Linked DNA regions of Mus musculus: regions 2, 3 and 4 are each linked to region 1. Evidence: chromatin contacts called from public ChIA-PET data. All regions are on one chromosome and are shown on one strand. The core of a region is the stretch at or near the end of the contact, and the rest is flanking DNA. Distances in the headings are between cores, read along the strand shown.

Region 1 (3,120 bases), core at 291-2,790:
AGGACACTGGAAGATTAGAAATCACTTTTAAGTTTTCTTTCTTCTCCCCTCCCAGTGGGCTGTGCATCAACACTCATTATTGAGAAACACAGCAGATGGGCCAACAGACCGATTAGTTATTTATATATACATATATATTTTTTCTTTATGGAGCTTAGATGCTGGCTCTTTCTTCATTAAAAGGAAGGCATTTTTACATGATGCCTTGTCTTGGCTTCCCTTTTTAATCAGAAGTACAAGGAGGCCACTTCACTCGGTCTATTAATCATGCAGCTTCGTCTTTGTCTTAACTGCTGTCTTCATAGCTCTCTGTGTGCCCATTGCAGTCAATATTTGATTTCTTTCCAGCCCTGCAACCCTTGTGTGGGCCTTCATGTCCACGTTCTTTCTGGGCTTGGGTTTCTTTATGGGGTTTATCTTTTTTTTTTAATTTGCTTTTTTTTCAGATGTGTTTTTTTTTTCACTAGAAAATTATTTCAAATATTTTGGAATTCCTATTCAAAATGAAAAGGTCTTTGATTAATTGGTAGGAGGTAGAATTACCTATAACATTATGTAATAAAAAATCTTTACTGGTAGCCTTTTTGTTTAAACAAAGGGGTTCATTTAATCTCTTGGATTGTCCTCAAAAAATTGAATTTTTCTTGTTCTGGTTTTAAGTTTTCTGAAAGTGGTTTTTTAAAAGTGAAACCCTGCTTCCCATTTTTCCTTGTGATGGGCATGCATATGAAATTCATGTGTGCATATAGGTGGAATTTTCCATGGTGTGCCATGAGTTAGTATGCAGTAGCAACCCCATGATGCTTGGAGAACTTTGAAACATGCTATAGGGAAAGGGTGCACATGCAGGGTCACACGAGTTTGAAGTTCTTCATTTAAAAAAAATCTGAATTAGATTCATAAATTTGTTGATGGATTTTGTAAAAATTAGGGAAATGGTCTATAAAAATGGCATTGGATTAGTTTAGGTCATGGTTTTGTGGTGCCCACATTTTGAGGACATTAGAGATGATGTGTAGGGCCCCCAATCATTTGAGGAGAGCTATACACAAAACCATAAGCAGTTAATTTGGCTCTGTGTTTTCTGAGATGCATGATGGTCCTGTCTCCTAGATAGCTTGAAGACAGACGAACCTGTGAGTCAGTTTTAGAAGTGTCCATCAAACTTCAAAGAGGTGCTTTGGCTCAGTTCTCACGCTGCGATCTGCAGCTTCAAGCAATAGCTTGCTGTTAATAACTTGGTGTGAAAATGTGGAGTCTGGCGTGCCTGTTTGCCTTGCCTCTGAGTGCGGTGGGGGCTGGAAAAGAACTCAGGCCTAGCTGAAGGAAAGATGGAAGCTGAAAGGAAGCTGATGTGTATGAGAAGGTGAGAACCAAAGGGGAGTTCTCCTGAGCAGGTGATCCCAGCAGTCTTAGGGAGACATTTCTAAAGTCCGCTCAGAAGGACAGCTTACGTTGACTGAGAATGAGTGGAGATGTAACCTTGACATTACACATGCAGTTCAAAGGCGTTTTAATGATGGTTCCTTAGATGTGGTCTGGTCTCAACCCCAACACCTCTCTAGGCTCACTTTCTCAAAGCTGAGTCAGGTGCCTGTGGGGTGAACGCCCTGACGTCGTGGTGTTTTCAATCTGCAGGAGCTTGGACCACATTGCCTCGAAGCTGGTCTAATTACCTCCTTCACTGATCTTTTATATTCTATGGGGGCAGAGAGGAAAATCATATTTCATCTTGCTTACCACCGTGAGCTTGGTACCTACCAATCACTGTCTATTACTAAGGAGTTTCCAATTAACATCTGCTAATTAAATGATTGAATGATTGGACAGGTGCTTGTGACATATTTAAAGCTTTTCCTCAGTGATCTGTGCGTGATTAACTTTACAAATTGGAGGTCTGAGCCTCAAATGACTCCAGTACCACCAGAGGGTAAACTTACTAAAATATAGTTTCAATAAGCTTGTAAAACTTGAACATGCCACTTTTAAAATCAAAATACTGCTATAAGCTATACGCTATAGTGTATTTCAGAAATAAACTGCACATGGAGCAGTGGTTGAGCACCAGTTCTTATTGAGTGACAGAGGTTATTAAAGCGTAATTAGCTGCATGTGGTAACACATGCCCTCAGCCCCAGCTAGTGAGAGTCTGAAACAGGAAGATCACTTGAGCCCAGGAGTTCAAGGTCTCTCTCCCACTCTCCCTCACCTCTTTCCTCTACCTTTTCCCCTCCCTGTGAAATATAAATATATATCTGTCAGCCTGAAGCTGACAAACATTTGTTTTCATGTAACTATAACACTTTACATCCTAGTGCGTTTTTAATGTGAACACAGCTTCGAAGAATGAGAAGCACTGTAATGCTACTCAGGGTCAGAGGTTAACTCCTGTCAGCTTCCCACGTTAGAGGTCTCTCCTCACCTGTGGTCTTGGCGTTCACAGTTTCATGGTCCATGAAGATCCTAAGAGTCCTGACTCGTTCCACAGAGAACAACATGTTCCCATGAGCCTTAGTGCGGTGTAATGATTCTACTTACTAGTAATCACCATCACTCGCTAACAGTGTCTAATGTAAAGTAATTTTTGTTGTAAATACGTGTATAAGGAAAAGCATGGTATATGCCGTGTTGGTACTGCTCCATTTTCATCAGTTGAGGGTCTTGAACATTCACAGCTGGGCAAGAGGAAGGCTTCAGATGTCTTTGTGAGAAACCACACAAGAAGCATGACATTTCAAATGTGAAGTTGGAATTAAAAAACAAAGTCACCTGAGGTGACTGTGGAGGGAGTGGTGAGTTTGCCTCCTATTTCTCAGAACCCCAGTGATTGTGTTAGTTCACCGCTCTTTTTGTTTTCTCTTTGATTCTGGAGAGGTGGCGAGAGGTGTGGAGAGAGGTTCCTGTCTGTGCGGGTTGTCTCCCCCATGCCCGTGTGAGGTGGTTTGCTCATAGACTTCCTACTTGGAAAGAAAGGGGCTTCCATCCACACCTGTGATCTTCCTCTGATGCTGAGCTGGGGACAGAGCTGATGCCGGGCTAAGAAGGTGCTGACAGAATCCAGAAACCTCAGTACCACTGGCAGGTCTAGGGATTGCAAGAACTCTTAGCTGCTACGGGCTG
Region 2 (3,120 bases), core at 357-2,856, 360 kb before region 1:
GCTGCTCGTCTTTTATCTCAGAGGTAGTCAGGGCTGACTTAGCTAGTCCCAACCCATAAACTTCCTTTCAGAATAAAGCCTTCTCCGATGGAAGCACTATATTGCTTGCAAATATAGTTAGCCTAGAACTTTCTTATCAGAGACAGTACAGTTGCATGCGGGTTTACACCAAGGATACGTGCAGAGTTGTGGAGCCTGGCAGTGCCTCTGCCATCCCACGTAGTCGATAGACAGGTATCAGTGAGTGGTACGGAGAAAACGCTACAGCAAGAAAACGGACACAAGAGCATTAACGTGGTCATGGGTGTGAATGACACGCCAGGCTATGAAAGTGACAATCAGATTACTGATAGTGGTCTCAGTAGGATGGCAGGCAGCAAGTGGATGCCTTTGTCCTTCTCCACATTTCATTTGTCATTTGTATTACTTTTATAATAAAACGGTTTAAAATAAAAAATATCTTGAAATCTGTCGTAATCATCCATCATTGCATGCTAAAGGTAGCAGTGTAGCCAGCCTTATAACAGCACTTTTATGATCTGGGCTGCTGTCTCACTGAGGTGCCACTGAGATGCGCTTCCTCTCTCAGCCTGTTGTTGCCTGTGGCAGCTTCCTGTGTCTGTGATGCACTCCGCCTCTCAGGGTTTGGTAGAGGCCGCATTCTGTGCCTTGTCAAATGGGCTATCCCAGCACAACTGGTTGCTTTCTCAAAGCCAAGAGAGTCAGCAGGTTGGACCTACTGTCTCATGTCACAGGTCTCCCGTCTCTTTTGCCTTGTTCCTCAATTAGAAGTAAGTCACAGTTTCCACCTACACCAGATCTCATGGCTCATTAGGAAGTAGTAGTGAAAGGAATGGGAAAAAACAAAAAAACAAAACAAAACAACAACAAAAAAAACCTAACCAGACAAAAGCTGGAAGTAGTATGCGGAGTGTAACAGGCTTTTCTTGGTCTGTACTTGACCTGCGCTTTCTTGACCATGCCCGAGACCCACTTTTTCTTGATGAAAGACTTTCACAACTTCAGATTCCCTTTGCTGCCCCAGAAGGCTTGAAGAACGTGTTTCTGCCACTCCAGTGTGGCAGTTCCAGATCCAAGAGTCATAAGGTATAACTTCTAACCTTAATTCCTACTGGGTCGTATTGGACTGCATGTAAGGAATTCTTTCGTTTTGGTGCTGGAGAAAGCAATCTACATTTCATACAGAAACGTGTAGCTTAAAAAGGTCAGAAACAGCCGGGTGTGGTGGCGCACGCCTTTAATCCCAGCACTCGGAAGGCAGAAAGAAAGCAGGTGGATTTCTGAGTTCGAGGCCAGCCTGGTCTACAGAGTGAGTTCCAGGACAGTCAGGGCTACACAGAGAAACCCTGTCTTGAAAAACCAAAACCAAAACCAAAACAAAACAACATAAAAAGGTGAGATCACTGAGTCAGAGCTAGGTAACAAGACCAAAATGGCCTTTTAGGTCTAAGGCCGGCACTCAGTTTCATTGTGCAGTTTGGATTGTTGATTTCAGAATGCTCTGTGGCTTAAAGCTGTTCTGCCAGAGCCAGCTAGATGCCTGCTAATGTGAGCAATGCCCCGACAGTCTGAAGGGAGGAAAGGGAAGCATCTCATCTCAGTGAAACAACTCGGTGAAGTGGCCTGTTTAACTTTGTAACTGAGTTTACCTAAGACCTTTCCATTAGATAGCAAGAGTCCTGAAGAACAGAACGGGAAACCATGTTCTTTTAAAAACACACCAAAGCATGCTGTATGTAGACTTGGGTCTTAGGACAGTGCCTTGCTTTTTGCCTGGAGTCCACATGGACAGCAGAGGGTGCTGTAGACTAAGCGCATCTCCAGACTGCAGGCTCCAATTAGCTTGTGGTTTTTCTTGAGAAGAGTTCTCGAATTGTTTCAATCTGTGGGAAGTGGTATAAATAAAAGTACAAATAAGGGTGCCCACACCCCCTCTTTCTGACAGACCTTTAAAATTACACACTACCGGCATTAAATATGGGAGTTGAGTCAGGCTTTGCTTAAAATGTAAATCTATATTTAAAAGCAAAAGCCTGTTGGGGGAAGGGGTGAATAGGAGAGACTTTTTTCCCCCCTCAATCCATATGCATTTCATTTTTGCTTGCAAAAGCCTGATTTATTCAGTGAGATTCAGGATTAGTTAACTAGCACACAGTGCCTAAGCTCAACGTGAATCGCTGCTGTATTCCATTTAAGCTTGCTTCCTTCTTTCCAGTTGGAAGGAGAGGAAAAGACTGTGGGATTTCTCTCTGCCTGCTCTCCCCCGAGTTCCTGGTTGTTGTGCCCTCTGCTGGGAAGGCTCAGGGCAGCGTGAAGTCACCCAGGTCCAATAGCTCCTGACTGATTTCTTTTGTTCTCCTGCCTGGATGGCTTTAGAAGACTCTCTCCACACCTTAGGACTGCTGTAGAGAACATGGGCGCAGAGACACTTGTGAATTCAAAGATTCCAGCAGAGGAGCAAGCGTGTAACAGCGTTCTCATGTAATCTGTATTCGTTGACTGGACCATCTTTACAGTTTTATAAGCCTAGAACCAAACAACTTAAAGCTTTACTCGAGGTCTCATCTCTTGTTCAGAGAGCATTTCTGTGCTGAATTCCTCTGTGAGGTCACTTTTTCCATTGCTATCCCAGCAGGAAGCCACTTTCCTACTGCTGTGCGGTGCTTCTTGCCAAGGCATACAGAGCTCCTGTCAGGAGAGGGTTATCTGGCAGCTATATGTTTACCTTAATCCCTTACAGAATAATGCGCTGTCCTCTGGGCCGCTAATCATTCGCTTCATCTTCTTTCTGGCCAGTAACTGCTGTTTCTCACCACTGGCCTCTTCTGCAGTGTGACCTGCTTAATGGCCTTTGAATAACAACTCTGTGTGCTCACAAATGGCCAAAGGTGGGAAGGTCATCTGTCAGTGGGGTTATTATAATGTCCAGCTGTATTGTTTGATGACTCCGAGAAACTTTCCCTCAATAAAATCAATATCTAAAGACTGACATTTGTTTTAGGGCTACTGAGTAGAGACAAGATTTTGTTAAAATTTGTCCATTTATTAATGTACCAGATATTCATGTCTTAATCACTACACTACTGTAGGTCAGGTAGC
Region 3 (3,120 bases), core at 327-2,826, 330 kb after region 1:
AGGAGAGAGTTTATATCCTGTCCACAGCCGGCTATGTCTATGTCCAAACAAGCTGGCCTGTGCATGGACAAGTGTAGCACTAAAGATATGGGGTGGGAGGGGGGAAGAAAATAGAATTTGGAGACAATGATATTAGCTTGACAAAAGTCAAAGAAGGGGTGTCAGGAAGTGAGCATGCGATGGTGCAGGAATGAAGAGCCTCGCCTCAGGCAGAGAAGAAAGGGATAAGGAACTAGGCGCCCACAGAAGAAGTCACAGTCAGTCAGCAATGGAATCCGGAGACAGAGAGCTCTCACCATTAGGACAAATGAAATCTTAAATTCCCCTCTTGGATAGTGGGAGACAGATCTAATTTGCCAATCTGTTATTAGATTTTTTTTCAGCTTATAAGCTAATTAAACAAATTGATTTATGGAGAAAAAAAAAAACAAACAAAGAAAAAACTTGGAGAAGAGATGTGCCACAGGGTAAGTTTCTCTGTGAGTGTCTGCTCTGGTGATGAGGAGCAAAACTCAGAAGACCATCGCCAGCTCAGTAAGCAAACAGAATGAAGTCTGCCAAAGACAGAGGAGTGCTGTGCTGAGGTAATCCGACCTCCATTGTTCCTCCTCGGTTGTTTGCAGAGGCAGAGCTGAACTCATTACAGGTGCTTGAGAGAAAGCAGATTACCCGTTACTTCATCAGCATCCTGTGAGGAGGTCTCAGGGGAACACACTGTACCTTCTTAACTACCCTCTCTCCTGCCAATAAGCAATCTGAGGGTTTTTAGTTCGGTGGCCTTCGGGAACTTCCTGCTCTTCCGCAAAGCTTTCCCTCTGCAGGAAGACTTAGGGCAGGTAGCAAGCGGGCCAGAATTTCCTTTTCCCACATGGTCTAACTTAAAGACTCCACAGGGGGCCGGGTGTGCAGGGGAGCAACTGAGGCATCTGTTAAAGCCAGATGGAGAAAATGGGGGGGGGGGAGTTCATGTCTTAGCTGAAGGTCACACAGCTGGCCAGAGTCAGAGCCAAGGGGTGTGTCCTGCGTGGCCTTGGCATTCACGGCTATTTAAACCATAGACTATGAGAATCAGGAGTGATCTCAATGCTCACTGACCGTGAGGTTTTCAGTGTTGAGAACCTTCAGAAGGCCAGCCTTGGCTCAAATAGATCTAGTGACAGAAAGTTCAGAATTTAATGAAATGGTTCTTTTCCATTCCAGAACTACTCTAATTATTTGAAAATTTAAATGTTTACCACTTCTTTTGAGCCACTATGTTTACACACACACACACACACATACACACACCATCCACTTTGTCTCTGAGAGTAAATTAGTTCTCATTACTCCTCTTCCATAGCTGGGCTGATTCCCAGGTACCCACAGAGTGGACTAACTTTCCCTCAACTCCTCTTTAAACAACTTGTTTACCTTTGGATCTTTCTACTTTTACCCTTCTTTTCTCCCCCCCTGATGGGCTCTAAGGTATCACACTCTTCGTCCTAGCACCCACCACAAAACACGTGATACTCTCTGCCCCTTTCTGGTTTCTTCTTTAATGTGGCCACAGCATCCGGGTGACTCACACATTTCTTTTAATCCAATCAAATCCATAAACTTCTTCTCATATGAGATGCTTGCCAACCTAAGCGTCCCCTGACTTGCACTTCTACTTTTGAGATCAGGCCAGCTTTTAAAGCTTATCCCTATTAAGTGGCAACTCGCTGAGACCAGCCCCACCTGACACACCATTTCAAAACTGGAATTCTGCCCCATACCCTCTTTCACCCAAGAGCCAGGAAAACTGCTAGATTTGCCTTCTTTGTGCCTATCCAATTCGCTGGCAAAACGTTCATCAAGTCCAGAGCACAGACAAACCCTGGGAAACTGTAAGCATTTTAGCAGGCATGTGGGAGACACATTGTAGCTATTCATTCAACACTCTATCCCCAGGGCCAGGAAATGTCTAGGAATGCTCTGTTCTCCTTGGTCTCTCCCAGGTCCTCATCTCTGCAGCTGCGTGGAAAACTCATATTTGAGAGAGATGATTAAGGATTTTTGCAAGGGAAGCTTTGCTTTCCTAGGCCTCTCGGGGACAGTTATTCGGGGGGCCAGCCAGAGAGACATCGTTTTTTGTTTTTTTCCACTTGTGCAGATTTATAACATGCCTGAGCTAACCAAAGCCCCAAAGCTCCCAGGCCTGTGGAGTCAGTGTATACTGTGACTCTGGCTGCCGTGCCAGATCTAGGTTTGGAAGTGCCTTGTAATTCTGTTTTATGGATAACCTCTACCAAGCCCTGTCAGCTGATCTGCAGAGCGATTTGGGCAAGTTATATAACAGCATTCCTCCCCTCCCCGGGCTTCTGCGGTTTCTTACCACAGACTCTCCTAACCCTTCCCCAGTTCCAGTTCACAGCGCCCTCCCGGGGAAGCCATTGAGGATGCTCGTCCTAGGGTTTAATCTAGAATAAGGAAGACAGGGCGCGCAGTGAAGGTGACCGAGGTCAATTGAGTCACTACTGTGGATTAGAAACCATCTCATAAAATCTCCACATTGCAAAAGACTAGGGACAGAGCTTCAGGGGTAGATTATGGTCAAGCAAGACCCAGATACCTCGGGACCCTTTTCTAACACTTTATGGTTTAATGTTTCAAAACTACTTTATAAAAACTAATCAACTAGAACAGGGGCTATCCCAAAAGCCATTGCCTGTATGTAGGATATATTCTACTAGCTGGGCTGCCTTGTCTGGCCTCAGTAGGAGAGGAAGCCTCGCACAGACTTGAAGTACCAGGGTGGGGGTAGGGGAAAACCTAGGGGGTCCTCCCACAGGCTCAGAGAAGAAGGGGAGGGGAGATGAGGGAAGGATTGTGGGAGGGGGTGACCAGGAGGTAGGCTGTGAGCAGGATGCAAAGTGAATAAATAAAACACTAAAATTAAATTAAAAAATATTATATTCAAAAGATATTATATTTATATATGCATGTGTGTGTGCACGTGAACGCGTGTGTTTTACAGACTAATGTTTGAAGTTATCTGCAAGGGGTGTTTCCTTGCAAAGTTTAGAATCATGGAATTCAGGACTTTGGTCATATGGCAGGTACTGCTGAGCCTAAACTCTTTATTTCAGAACTGTCCAG
Region 4 (3,120 bases), core at 460-2,959, 260 kb before region 1:
TCTCAGTAGAGACAGCAAATCACACCAGTTGTTAGAACTATCAGAAGCCAACTACATAAAGTAAAATTAAGGTATTAATTAATCAATGTCTGTGTAGCAATAAACTTAGGGAAAAAAGAATACTGGAAATGATCTTTAGACATGAAAAACAATCATTGAAAGCAGACTATAGATAGATGACATTGATCAGGAACATCTTTCAAGTAGAATCTACATCCACAAGAGATTAAATTGACTAATAGAACTTTAATCCAAGCTAGAGGAGATAAACAGAGAGCCTTAAAATGGCCCCAGTCAAGGGAGAGTTAAAAATACTATTGTCCCATGATACCAGGGGCTGTGGGACAAGAACATGTTGCAATCTGGTTAGACCAGAAGAGTAAGACTCCACCTAGCAAATAGGTTGATGAGCTAGGCTGTTGAACCATCTGGGAACATGGCCAAGCAATTCTGGGGAGCATACTTGGCACTGTTTTGGCCTTGTGTTTCTCGTGAAATAAAAAAAAAAAAAGATTAATTTATTGTGTAGGTCATCATATATTACCTAGAAGCCAAATTGCCGGTTAAAATCCTGCTTGCAGGCAGGTGTATGGTTCTAACACAGCTTTTCATCTGAACTGTAGAGTGCTCTCCCTTAATCATCAAATGGGATGCAAACTATCTTCTCAGCCATTTCAGCATTTCAAAAATTTCTCCCCAAGTGGCAGGTTTGTGATATTTTTCATTATAATGGAATCTTATTCACCCATTCCAAACACAGCTGTTTGGTTAGAGAGCAACAGGAAATAATCACAGATATAAATGAGAGTCTGCCAAGAAGCTGAGACAAGAGAATTCTGTGCTTCAGGCCAGCCTGGGCTACCTAATGAGATTTTTGTCTAAAACACACACACACACACACACACACACACACACACTAGCATTGGGTAGCTAGGCTAGGCTTGTTTAGGAAAGTGCTTCCCACATAAACATCAACTCTGTAGTTCAGATTCCCAGAACCCACCTAAAAAATGTAGACGTGGTAGCACAGGCTTCCAAACCCAGCACTGGTGTGGGAGAAACAGGTGGGTCACTCGGACTTGCTGCTGCTCGGTCAGAGTGCATGCTCCGTCTCTGTCTATGTCTCTCTCTGTCTCTGTCTCTCTCTCTTTCTGTCTCTGTCTGTCTGTCTCTCTCTCTCTCTCCCTCTCTCTGTCTCTCTCACACACACACAGGCATGCACTTTTGATCATATCTGTTCAAATAATTATTTCTTTTACAACTAAACATTTCGAGTATTCCAAGCTAAGGAAAAGGTGAAATACGGTTTCAATTTTATGCTGTTTAGAATATAAGATGCTATTTTTAAAAATCTGTAATACATAACTTGTCCCTTTGGACATCATCTAGTGCCCCCATGTTTTATGTAACTGTGTGCACTGGACTGGTTTTCTGTGAAGACACAGAGATATCCGCAGGCTTTCATCTTCGAAAAGCCTCAAAGACTTTGACAAGCAGAAAAAAAAAAAAAAGACACTCCTGGCCTGCTTCTCCTCTCCTAGAACACCCCCCCCCCCGCCCTCCATACCTGCTTCTGTTGCTCTCCAAATCCTAACCTGTGCAAAGTCTCTTCCACTGAACTTCTCTTGACAACTGTAGTCCACCTCAACCCTCTTCCACCCCTGGCTTCCTGTCACCCACTCTCTGCATCTCTTCTACCTGGTGGCCGTCAATTTCCGCTGTCTTACCTCATCCCTATGCACTAATCTCATCTCCTGCAAACAAGAGCAGCCTGAGCGTAAGTCTGTGCCTTGCATGGATAATTCCTCTTCAGCTCCGTGAGTTGACAGTCCACAGCACACATTACGGATAAAGTGAGTAATGGAAGAATCAGAGTTCATCTGTTTAGAAGACGATTATTCAGGCTGTTCTCTGACAATGCCAGCCCCTCCCCCCACCCATTATCTGCGACTTAGCAGTTATGTATATGCTGGCCATTTCCAAAACCTTGTGTAGACACCAGACTCTAGCAACCTTTGCTTCTTGTTTATGCTTGTTATTCTATTAGACCAAATGCAGAAAAAAAGTCCTTTTCAAAGCTCTGTACGTGACAAGGTGCGGAGGATGGACAAGGTGCTCTTTACCATGCCCAGCCCACAGCTCCACCGCCCTTTGCAGTGGTTTCTCTTGAAGCTCTTCCTCCCCTGAGTTTACATCCTTAAAGATCTGCTTTGAAGATGAGCATTTAGAAACCTGTGGTTAGCCTTGCTCCAAGGTTTTGCAAAGTCAACAGGAGGCATTTTGATTATAGCTATTTGTTCTTAGGGGACAGTGAGTTTGCAGAAAATTAGAGATGGAAAATTGCCTTGCCTTACAGATTGGGCCAAGCCTGCGCAGCAAGGCCGGCCGAGGTAGGCTGACTGCTAATGCACGGCCTGAACTGGCTGGCAGGCAATGATGCTTCCTGGCTCCTCCTCATTGCAGGACTGCAGTGGATAGCACAGCTCACAGCAAGAGCGTGTACCCCAGCAAAGCCACTGCACCAGCAGCTGGGGGAGAGAAGCTGAATTCAGTGGTTGCACTTGCATGGGAATGGACAGCTATTTAAGGAAGAGAGTTAGCCAGTGTCTGATTCCTACCAAGTCTGTGTCTTCTAGGAAGTTCTCCTAGATTACTCAGGTGTATATTTTTAGTGGGAACTCAATCTATAAAAATCCAAGTTCATCAAATTGATAAATTGTGGAGACGAACTTTTATAAAATTTTTATTTAATTAATATATATGTGTGAGTGCCAGCGTGTCTGTCTGTCTACCACACTCATGCAGTGTTGGCAGAGGCCAGATGAGAGGGTTGGATCCCCTGGAACTGGTGCTATCAATGGTTATGGGTTATCATGTGTGTGCTGGGAATCGAACCCAGGTCCTCTGGAAGATCAGTCAGTGCTCTTACCTGCTGAGCCATCTCTCCAGCCCTGAGGTGGGTTCTGTTTAACTACAAAAGGATCTTCTTACCAACTTCAGGGTACCCTTATAATAGCTAATCATCCTCCTAGTGACTATGATATCATATTTATGGATTTCTTTTTTCAGACCTACTGATCTTAGCTACAATGTACTGCCATGGTGACTAAAAGCCCAGGC

What was found. ChIA-PET counts read pairs in DNA pulled down with a chosen protein or histone mark.
Region 2: an RNA polymerase II ChIA-PET map of memory CD8 T cells shows a contact between it and region 1, with 5 times the contacts expected there. The contact joins two enhancer-like sites. A contact is called at or near these places in 5 of 484 Hi-C or Micro-C datasets (the HPC-7 cell line, bone marrow-derived macrophages, cortical neurons and 1 more) and 1 of 115 datasets of contacts at active chromatin or transcription factors (memory CD8 T cells).
Region 3: an RNA polymerase II ChIA-PET map of memory CD8 T cells shows a contact between it and region 1, with 19 read pairs. The contact joins two enhancer-like sites. A contact is called at or near these places in 2 of 484 Hi-C or Micro-C datasets (effector CD8 T cells and natural killer cells) and 1 of 115 datasets of contacts at active chromatin or transcription factors (memory CD8 T cells).
Region 4: a contact with region 1 is called in an RNA polymerase II ChIA-PET map of memory CD8 T cells, with 110 read pairs. The contact joins two enhancer-like sites. A contact is called at or near these places in 3 of 484 Hi-C or Micro-C datasets (CD8 T cells, LSK cells and the N1E-115 cell line) and 4 of 115 datasets of contacts at active chromatin or transcription factors (effector CD8 T cells, large pre-B cells, memory CD8 T cells and 1 more).

Annotation. Positions count from the first base shown.
Region 1 is chr1:152,008,876-152,011,995 of GRCm38.p6, reverse strand. The region is part of intron 1 of 1700025G04Rik (RIKEN cDNA 1700025G04 gene); the gene reads left to right. Among named protein-coding and RNA genes, the nearest start is that of 1700025G04Rik, 80 kb to the left of the region's middle. Within about 2 kb of position 1,540, at least 25 of the 459 cell types and tissues checked have an H3K27ac peak or open chromatin away from gene starts, as enhancers often do. A contact at or near this core is called in CD8 T cells, effector CD8 T cells, memory CD8 T cells and 1 more, where this site is marked.
Region 2 is chr1:152,368,082-152,371,201 of GRCm38.p6, reverse strand. Tsen15 (tRNA splicing endonuclease subunit 15) reads left to right here. Exons shown (of 5, transcript NM_025677.3): 5 at 1-467. Among named protein-coding and RNA genes, the nearest start is that of Tsen15, 17 kb to the left of the region's middle. Within about 2 kb of position 1,606, at least 38 of the 459 cell types and tissues checked have an H3K27ac peak or open chromatin away from gene starts, as enhancers often do. A contact at or near this core is called in memory CD8 T cells, where this site is marked.
Region 3 is chr1:151,683,672-151,686,791 of GRCm38.p6, reverse strand. All of the region lies in intron 5 of Niban1 (niban apoptosis regulator 1), which reads right to left. Among named protein-coding and RNA genes, the nearest start is that of Gm41969, 52 kb to the left of the region's middle. Within about 2 kb of position 1,576, at least 164 of the 459 cell types and tissues checked have an H3K27ac peak or open chromatin away from gene starts, as enhancers often do. A contact at or near this core is called in memory CD8 T cells and natural killer cells, where this site is marked.
Region 4 is chr1:152,269,175-152,272,294 of GRCm38.p6, reverse strand. All of the region lies in intron 3 of Gm36920 (a long non-coding RNA gene), which reads left to right. Among named protein-coding and RNA genes, the nearest start is that of Gm36920, 19 kb to the left of the region's middle. Within about 2 kb of position 1,709, at least 26 of the 459 cell types and tissues checked have an H3K27ac peak or open chromatin away from gene starts, as enhancers often do. A contact at or near this core is called in CD8 T cells, effector CD8 T cells and memory CD8 T cells, where this site is marked.